3 separate regions of the Rattus norvegicus genome follow, and all the other regions are linked to region 2. The links are chromatin contacts, called in public Hi-C maps. All regions are on one chromosome and are shown on one strand. Each heading gives the region's core, a stretch centred on a gene start, on an enhancer-like site or on the middle of the called end of the contact. The rest is flanking DNA. Distances are from core to core; before and after follow the strand shown. Region 1 has its middle 84 kb from the start of Far2. Region 2 holds the start of Ccdc91 (coiled-coil domain containing 91). Region 3 has its middle 230 kb from the start of Far2.

Region 1 (2,725 bases), core at 89-2,588, 490 kb before region 2:
GTCTTGGGTTTTGATTTTTATCAGAAGGATACAGGAAAGAAGGATGTTCTTGAGGACCAATCTGGTGGCATCCAGGACCTACTAGTCAGCTGCTTCCTATCGCATGTGATTAACACCAAGAACCCAAACCAGAGAAGGTGAAAAGCTGGGCATTGACCTGACGAGTCTCATGTCAAGTTTAACTTAGAGTTGACCAGATTTGGTGCTTATTCACTCAGTGACCTTCAGCATTCCCACCAGTTGGCATAATCCTTTGCATTCTAGATGTGGAGGAATAGAGCCTGGGCAGACAAGGCACTGGCCTGTGCAAGTAAACACCAGTTCTTACTTGGAGCTTCTGGGTTTGTTGTATATGTCCTGGTCCCACTTTATTGTTAAGTTATTCCTATGTATTCTTCAGATATTGGTTCCATGGCCTCCTGTTCCTTCATACCAGAATCTAGGGCTGCCCAAGCCCCCTGTGTTACAGAGGATGCCTTGAAGAATGGGAATACTGCACACACCCTTGCTGTACTACATTGCTTAGGGAGGGGTGGTGGCAGTGTCACCTCTACGTTTCAGCACAGACGCTTAAAATTCAATTTCTGATCCTCTCATGTGAACACATGGAACTGGGTTTGACCATCTTCCTTGCCACTTTACTCCTGAACTGGGTTTAGATGTTTGCAGACCTTTGCCAAGAGTCTTGCTGGATTAAGACAGTGAAGTTTCCAAAATACCGTGTCTCTGAATAATGTGTGTGTGCATGCGTGTGTGCATGCGTGCATGTGTGCGCATATGTGCACATGTGTGTGCGCACATGTGCACATGTGTGTGCGCAGGTGTGTGCACACGCATGCACATTGATCCCAGAGGTCACTGTCCAGTGTCTTCTTAAATTGCTCTCCATTTTATTTTTTTTTCCTTTTTCTTTTTTTCGGAGCTGGGGACCGAACCCAGGGCCTTGTGCTTCCTAGGCAAGCGCTCTACCACTGAGCTAAATCCCCAACCCCCTCCATTTTATTTTTTAAGACAGGGTCTCTTACTGAACCTGGAGCTCAAACTGATTGTGTAGCCTGGCTGGCCAGCCAGTTCCAGGGATGTTTCTGCTCTGTCTCCCCTCAACCCCCATACTAGGATTACAGATGTGCTCCACTGAACTTGACTTTTTTCTCTCCCTCCCTCCCTCCCTCCCTCCCTCCCTCCCTCCCTCCCTCCCTCCCTTCTCTCTCTCTCTCTGTCCCCCCCCCCCCCCGTTTTCCTTTTTTAACATGAGGCCGAGGATCGGACTCAGTCTTCATATTTATGCTGAGTCATCCCCCCAGGCCCCATGGTGATTTAATGTTATGAACCACAAAAGCGAGAGACAAACCTTGAGGTCCAGGCTCAGGGGTCCAGTTATAATTCACACACTTACAGGCCAGAGAGTTATTTCCAGTCTAACAGAGAAATGAGAAGCACCGCTTGTCTACATGTCATGCTTCTAGGGACAGCAAGTTCCCAGCACCAATTTCCATAGCTCTTGGAAGCCCATGGTCTGACGTTGTACACATGACCTGGTTCTGCTTGGGTGGCAAGGGAAGCTAGCTGGATCCATTTCGTGTCTGAGCCACCTTCATGGCCAAGTGACAGGGTGGAAAGGCCCTTCAGACACTGCCCATCGTCCAACAGCTGTCTCTACTGTTTAAGTATTAATGGCTTAGCTCACTCACAGAGGAGAGAGGCAGGCAATGTCCAACAAGCATTGCCTGATCCTGGGTTCAGTTTGAGCTAATCGTCACTGTTTCTGGAACATACCTATGTGGGTTTTCTCAGTAAGTGCAGCCAGCAAGTCTGAACGCAGCCCTCCTATGCCGACCCACGCGGATCAGCTTGGACTCTCGCTCTGCGACATTGCATCATCTCAAGAGGGCTTTGGGGTGCCCCGCGCCAAGTAGAATTGGCTAAATGATTAACACATGCCTTTAGGAAAAAGCATGGACACTTCTCAGAGGAAGATGGGGCTGAAATCACTGTGGCTACCTCATCTTAAAACCTGAGAGGAATTAATCCCAGAAACCCTTCATTTCTCAATCATAAGTAAGGGTAAAAATTATAAGCAGGGGCCAGGATTCATGGGAGACCAGAGCCACAGAAGAATCTTTTGGGTCCAGGACCCAAGGCAGGAGGCAGTGAGCATTTTAAGTTTCACCCTGACAGATGAAGGTAAATGTAAGCTTTGAGCCCAAGATGTAAAACGGGACAGAATTGTTGCCAGTGAAAGAAAAGAAGGTAAATCCCAGGCATCCTTCATGCTTCCGTTAGGGGGCACTCTTGACTCACAGATCCCTAGGTGTGTTTATCACAGAGCCAGTTTTCTTCCGAGGCAGGTCTGCATGATAGGTGGTCTAAACTGGCAGACTCCGTGCCAAGCAAGGCACGCAAAGCCGAGGGGGGATAATGTGGCATTTCTTCCTGCTTTCACATCAACAGCACATACCCAAGGTTAAGAAAATCAACTTGGGACAAAACTGTGCTCCGGAGCCCCACGCCTCCACTCCCCCGATCCCCACCCGGACCCCAGACCTCGTGGACTGCACTGCCAGGGACTGCCTGAGCCTTCCCCACGGATTGATTGCTGGTTGATTATTCAGAGAGATTTTGTAAATGCAGCTAGGGAAAAGAATCCTCGATGATGGGGTGTTTCCTCTCGCTGGGCAGTCACCAGGGCCGCACAGAGGGAAGAAAGCCAACAGAAAGCCGCTCA
Region 2 (2,941 bases), core at 10-2,509:
CTTTTTCTTTCAAGTATTATGAAGATTAGTATTTTTCTTAAAAACTCAAAAATCCTGGACTTTCTCATTTTGTTTTATGTTTTTTTTTCCATTTGGAGTATGATGTTGCTAGGCAACCAGTTCACATTTCCCAGCCCACTGAAACTCCTCCTAGCTATCATAGGGGACACCAAACTTCCTGACCGCTCACCAGGCAATTCTCCACTATCACAACACCTACGGGCACCAAGAAGGTGTAGCGGGCCTGGCGTCTTCCCTGAGCCATTTATCCCAACAGGTGAGGAACAGACAGCCCCCAAATCAACAGAAAGTGTGGCGGAAAGGACCACAAGTGCACTTCTCCCTGGTTGCTTGTCGCCCCTTCCTGAAGGCTTTTGTCTTAAATCCTGCGGTGAGTGTTGACCCACCCAGTGACAAGACAGCAATCCCTCAACCACGCAGCAAATATGTTCTACCACCATCGACCGAGCCGGGCGGTAAGGATTCGGAGCGGACGATGTGTCAGTGTCTGCACAGTGGAGGGAGACGTCGGAATTCGTGGGCGGCCTCTAAGGGACCTTAGCTGAGCCCAGAGAGGAGGACCAAGAGCGCTGTGGCCTCACCAACAGAGAGCTGCCAGAGCAAGGAACAACTCCTGTGCAAAGCTCCCTCCGGCGGAGGCGGCCTCGCAGGCGCCGCATCCTAGGGGCGGGGAAAGGTGTGTGACAGACAGAGGCCACGCGCTTCGCAAGGTGTTCCTCTCGGGAAAGAACCCGAGATGCCGCTGTGGGTGTGTCCTGCGATCAGATCTCCAAGAGGACTCCAGCGCGCCTTCCCAAGGTCTGAGACCGGAAGGGGTGCGCCGCTCGGTGCCGGCGGGAACAGCGACTGGGTCAACACTTCCGTTCCGCCAGGGCAACTGCGGCACAGCCAGGGAGCGCACTTCCTATGGCTCTCCACTCGGGACCACGCAAGTGCAAGTCTCCGAGGACGAGGGCGGGAGCGGGATGCCTCCCTAACCTAGGCCCTACGAGTGGCCCAGCCGAGACCTCACGGCTCGCGGTAGCTCGGCCACGTTCCCACCCGCGGCCGAGACCCGGACCCTGACGGCGAGCACCCGATTACCTGCTCCTGCCGCCGCCGCAGTGCTCCCCGCGCTATTGCGCGTCACACCCGGCTTTCAGGCACGTGCTCCGGGACACGGGACACGCAACCCCCCTCCCGGTGACTGCGGGTCCGGGAACCCACGTTGGGGCAGCCCACGCACCACCCGGCGTCCAGAACCTCCTCACCGGAAGTTGATTTCCACCTAGGCCCGCCCAGGCCTGCGCGCGGCGCTCCAGTCATCCGCGGTCGCATCACATGACCCCCAAGCTGAGGCCAGCTGAGCCTCATCTGGAGAGAGACCTAACCTGTGAAATGGACTAACCTGGTTTCACTACCCTGACCATCCTGATCCGTCCCTTAAACTTTGTCCTGAGCCAAAACAAACTATCCACTAAATATTCCTCCTACAAGAGATTCAGCAGGCTAGGGCACAAGAAGAACCTCCTAGTTGAGTGATCCTCAGGTAATTGCTCTCTGCGATAGATTGGCTTCGACTTAATGCTTTTCCTGACCTTTCTCAAGATCTACCTCCTAGTAAGGGTTCTCACTCTCCCTTAGTGGCAGACCCATCAAACCACATACCAAATCAAAATCTTTCTCCTGTCCAGAACTCGAATCTACCACAGAAGAGCCTTCTGCTCCCTTTGCCTCTTACAAGCAACCAAAAAAAATTGAGAACTGAATAAAGCACCTGGCACTATGACTTGCTCAAGAAATGTTTGACATGCTGTCTGGTCCTGTTGGCTTAGCAGAACTCTCAAGTTCCTGAACGTTACTAGGCTGAAAGCTTCTCTGAATTTTGAAGATCCGTGGCGCTGGGACTATAGCACCTGTAATCACTCTATCATAGCAGTTCATTCATATTCTGTTAAAGATGGTTGATTTTTCAGCCGCTCGACATCCTTATATCAAAGCTGTCCTTTTCCTGAGGGGAAGACACACACACATACTTGATAGGTTTTTGTTTGAAGGGGAGAGTAGTTGTATAGACTGTCATGACTGTTACGTGGAAATGGTCAACAGATAGCACACTTCTCAGATGATTTAAACAACATTCACTTAATTTTTATTGAATGTGTGCTATTTACTTGGGACTAGTCAAGTGGTAACAATCTGGGAGTGAACTAGATACGTCCAAGATGTTTTACTGCCCAGTACCCTAATCTTTGAGTGTAAGTCTGTGGGCAACTTCTACTCTTCATACAAGGGGCATTTGTTGGGAATTGCTTTTCTCTTCCTTCCATGGAACAAAATTGAACTGTCTTTAATCTCTAATCAAAGTGGGAAGTGTCAACCGGATCTTGACACAAATCCACTGAACTGGGCAACCTGAAATCATTAGTGAACGGCTGTAATCCTGAGAAGATCACCTCTTCTGATCTTTTTCCACCCCACCCATTCTTTGCAGAAACAAGGTGTGTTTCTCTTAGATAAATCTGATGCTTCTTTACACATGTATACTTTTATTACCAGTTCAGTGACAAGTCAAGGACCACTTCTTACTTGTATACTCAGCAAGCTGTTTTCCATTTCTCCTTGTACATCTAGAGTCTGGTAGTCAAGAAAGTGGAAAGGCATTCAATAAACATTTCTTAAACTGTTAATATCAGTGTGTCACCTTGTCTTTTCTCTCTTTGTGCTAGAAGCCTTAATGCCTTTGGTTTTTCCATTGAAATGTCTGTAGGCTCACTCTATCTCACCTAATCCAAAATTTAGTATTACATGGACTTAATAGCAATGGTAGTAACATCAGTAGAGCATTCTGTGTGTACAGCATTAAGAAAAATCGAATAAAAATATGTTCTCTTAATGTGTACTGTTTAATCTCTTTTCAAATAAGAACACAGACTCGGGA
Region 3 (2,700 bases), core at 140-2,639, 340 kb before region 2:
GTGCTGAGGAAATTCCTGTTGGTCTCACAGTTCGGCATCTGGCATAGAGGAAGCTTGTACTATAAAGTTCAATGTTCTGGGAGAAGGCCCTTAGAAGAGGGTCCTCGTGTATAAAATTTGTGTAGAGTTTAAAAATGGCTACCAGCCTGTGTCAGAGGTGGTGGCTTTAGATATTGCTCTAAAGGGCAGAAATGGGAAGACACAGAACTATAACCAGAAACTAAGCCTAAATACCAACTGGCCCTGTGGCTACCTGAGAGAGCACAGGTATGTTCACAGGTATATTTAGATTCTAGACAGTGGGACAAAAGGCTTGGAGGGCAGGCGCTCCAAATCAGAAAGGGTATGAGGTGAGTTCAAAGATGGCCAACAAATGCTAAAAGAAAGAAGAGCTGGGTTTGAAAAGGAAGGTTTGTCATTGGAGATGACCGCACAGATACCAAACCTAACACTCTTAGAAAACAACTGGCAGCCGGGGAGGGTAAGGTGGGGTGGGCAGAGTCTAGGGATGACATTGCTGTCCTCACACTTGCGGGCGAGCACTTCTGATTCAGCCATCTCCGTAAACCTTGATTGATTGATTCTTTAAAAGACATCTAAAACATTGATGTTGTGCACCATAATAAAATGAATATTTTGCAATGACTTAAATCTCTTCTAAAGATGTGTATATGTCTAGTTGACCATCTGACAGAGAGCATTTTCTTTTCTTTTAGTTTTAGGGAACACGTGAGAGATGCCCTGATAGCCAGTGCTGTATTGCACATGCTCAGTTTCCTCTGGTGTCTCTTGCCCGCCTGAGAACATCTTTAGCAGTCGTAAAGCCTTATTATAAGTTTGTTATGTTACAAATCCTAAATTATTCTGATACCCATTTAAGCTACTCTTTTTAAAAAAATATAATCATTACCTTTATTTGTGTAGGTCTTGGCATACATATGGAATCATTACATTTGTTTGTGTATGGCAACTTGCAGGAGTCTCTTCTTTTTTTCTCCGACACGTGGATTCCCAGATTTGATAATTCTTTCCTGCAGTTATTCAGGATTAGAACTACTAAACTTCCCATTCATCAAGAATGAGGTAATCTCTAGGACACACCAGGTATGAGTCATAATGAGCATACGACTGTCCACTATAGCTCAGCTTCTAGCCGCTCTTGCCTCCTGCTCCAGAAAGCTTTCCTTTGCACCACAGAGAGAATCAGCCACTTCCTAACAGACTTACACAACTCACAAAACCCTTTCCCACCGTGCACAGAGCAGTGGATTGTCATCCCTGAAGTTCCTCCGAAGGGCAAAGACCACACTGTTGGACACAGTGGGAACAAGGCAGAAAGTTGCTAGAGAGGCGGGCATTGGTTCAGAAAACCCCGGAGTTGCTCTGTCAGGCAGCTTTCCCACTGAGGTCATATCTAAGAGATGAGTCATGAGGTCAAATGGTTTGTGAACAAAGCAAAAAGGCTCATCCCCTTCCAGCCAAGGCCACCAGACACCAGACACCAGACACCGTGGGCATACACTTCATCTTTGTTTGGTTTTGAGACAAGATCTCCAATATCCAGGTGCCCTTGAACTTACTGTGAGGCTTAGGGTGATCTTGAGCTTCCGATCCTCCTGCTCCAATCTCTTGAGTGCTGGGATTACAGGTGGTACCCATCACAATTGCCCCACATTTTGTGAATCTGGGGCTTGAGCACAGGGCTGCATGCAGCTAGGAGATGGCTTTACCTAATGAGCTACAGCCCAGCCCAGCCCCATCACCTTGTAAACCTACTTATTTAATCACATCTATACATCCCAACCATCGACCAAGCTGGTTTAGAAGGTCAAGCCGAAGAGAAACTTTCCATCTTGCTGAACTTCCCACCATACAGCTGACATTCTCTGTCCTGCTTGCTATGGGTTGATGAGCCTCGGCATTAATTTGGTTTCTCCTCCACTCCTCAAATCCCGAAGTCTGCTGAATCAAAAGAGCCAGGGAGGAAGGGAAGGAAGGGAAGGAAGGGAATGCACACATGTGCTTGTATTCGCCAAGCATCTCAGAAGTAACTTAATAGGGCTCAGGTTGTCTGTGTCTTACTAATCAGTTTTGTTCTGTGGGCTGTTTACAGAGCACTTCTAGTGCGTTTCTAATAAATTAAAATGGGCTGAAGTGGTAAAATGTCCTGAAGATGCAGTGTGCAGTCTGCAAACGGCACAGAGAGGCCATTATGTGAAGAGGAAGTAGGAAAAGCAATCGTAAAATTTTGAAAAATTATGCAATAACCGAGAGCTCGTTGCCCATCTGTATCCATTACAATGATCTGCTTCATAGACATAAATAGAATGGGGAAGTCTCGGATCTGCAGTGCGCTCTAACTTCAGCGGGAGAAATTCAATTAGAGTCTTCAATGAAGAAAATCAGACTGATGCCAACATTTGTCTCTATGCCTCTTTATGCGCTTTTAAAGTTACTCATTAGGTTTCTTTCCTGTTCTTCCCACTTTTCTTCTCAGAAAGCCTCTTTTGTGGCAAGACAAGAAAGGACAATCACTTGGATCTACTGAGGGGGAAGGGGTGGCACCATGCTTGGTGGGGGCATTAAGTTCTGCAATCCACCTTCCCTGAGCACTCCACTGAGCTCCACCAGGACAACATCCTGTCGAACGTTTGCCAAAGAAAAGGACCACACAGATAAGACCGTAAAATTGCCAGGAAC

Evidence for each region. Hi-C and Micro-C count contacts between places; a contact is called where the count stands out from the background.
Region 1: a Hi-C map of the A7r5 cell line shows a contact between it and region 2, with 2.7 times the contacts expected there. The contact joins the enhancer-like site here to the promoter of Ccdc91 in region 2. A contact is called at or near these places in 4 of 12 Hi-C or Micro-C datasets (the A7r5 cell line, Schwann cells, hepatocytes and 1 more).
Region 3: a Hi-C map of Schwann cells shows a contact between it and region 2, with 2.8 times the contacts expected there. The contact joins the enhancer-like site here to the promoter of Ccdc91 in region 2. A contact is called at or near these places in 2 of 12 Hi-C or Micro-C datasets (Schwann cells and mammary epithelial cells).

What each region holds. Positions count from the first base shown.
Region 1 is chr4:182,619,899-182,622,623 of GRCr8, reverse strand. No RefSeq gene overlaps it. Among named protein-coding and RNA genes, the nearest start is that of Far2, 84 kb to the left of the region's middle. Within about 2 kb of position 1,338, at least 3 of the 93 cell types and tissues checked have an H3K27ac peak or open chromatin away from gene starts, as enhancers often do. A contact at or near this core is called in the A7r5 cell line and hepatocytes, where this site is marked.
Region 2 is chr4:182,131,291-182,134,231 of GRCr8, reverse strand. It overlaps Ccdc91 (coiled-coil domain containing 91), which reads right to left and starts at 1,259. Exons shown (of 13, transcript NM_001014061.1): 1 at 1,105-1,259.
Region 3 is chr4:182,469,395-182,472,094 of GRCr8, reverse strand. No RefSeq gene overlaps it. Among named protein-coding and RNA genes, the nearest start is that of Far2, 230 kb to the left of the region's middle. Within about 2 kb of position 1,389, at least 6 of the 93 cell types and tissues checked have an H3K27ac peak or open chromatin away from gene starts, as enhancers often do. A contact at or near this core is called in Schwann cells, where this site is marked.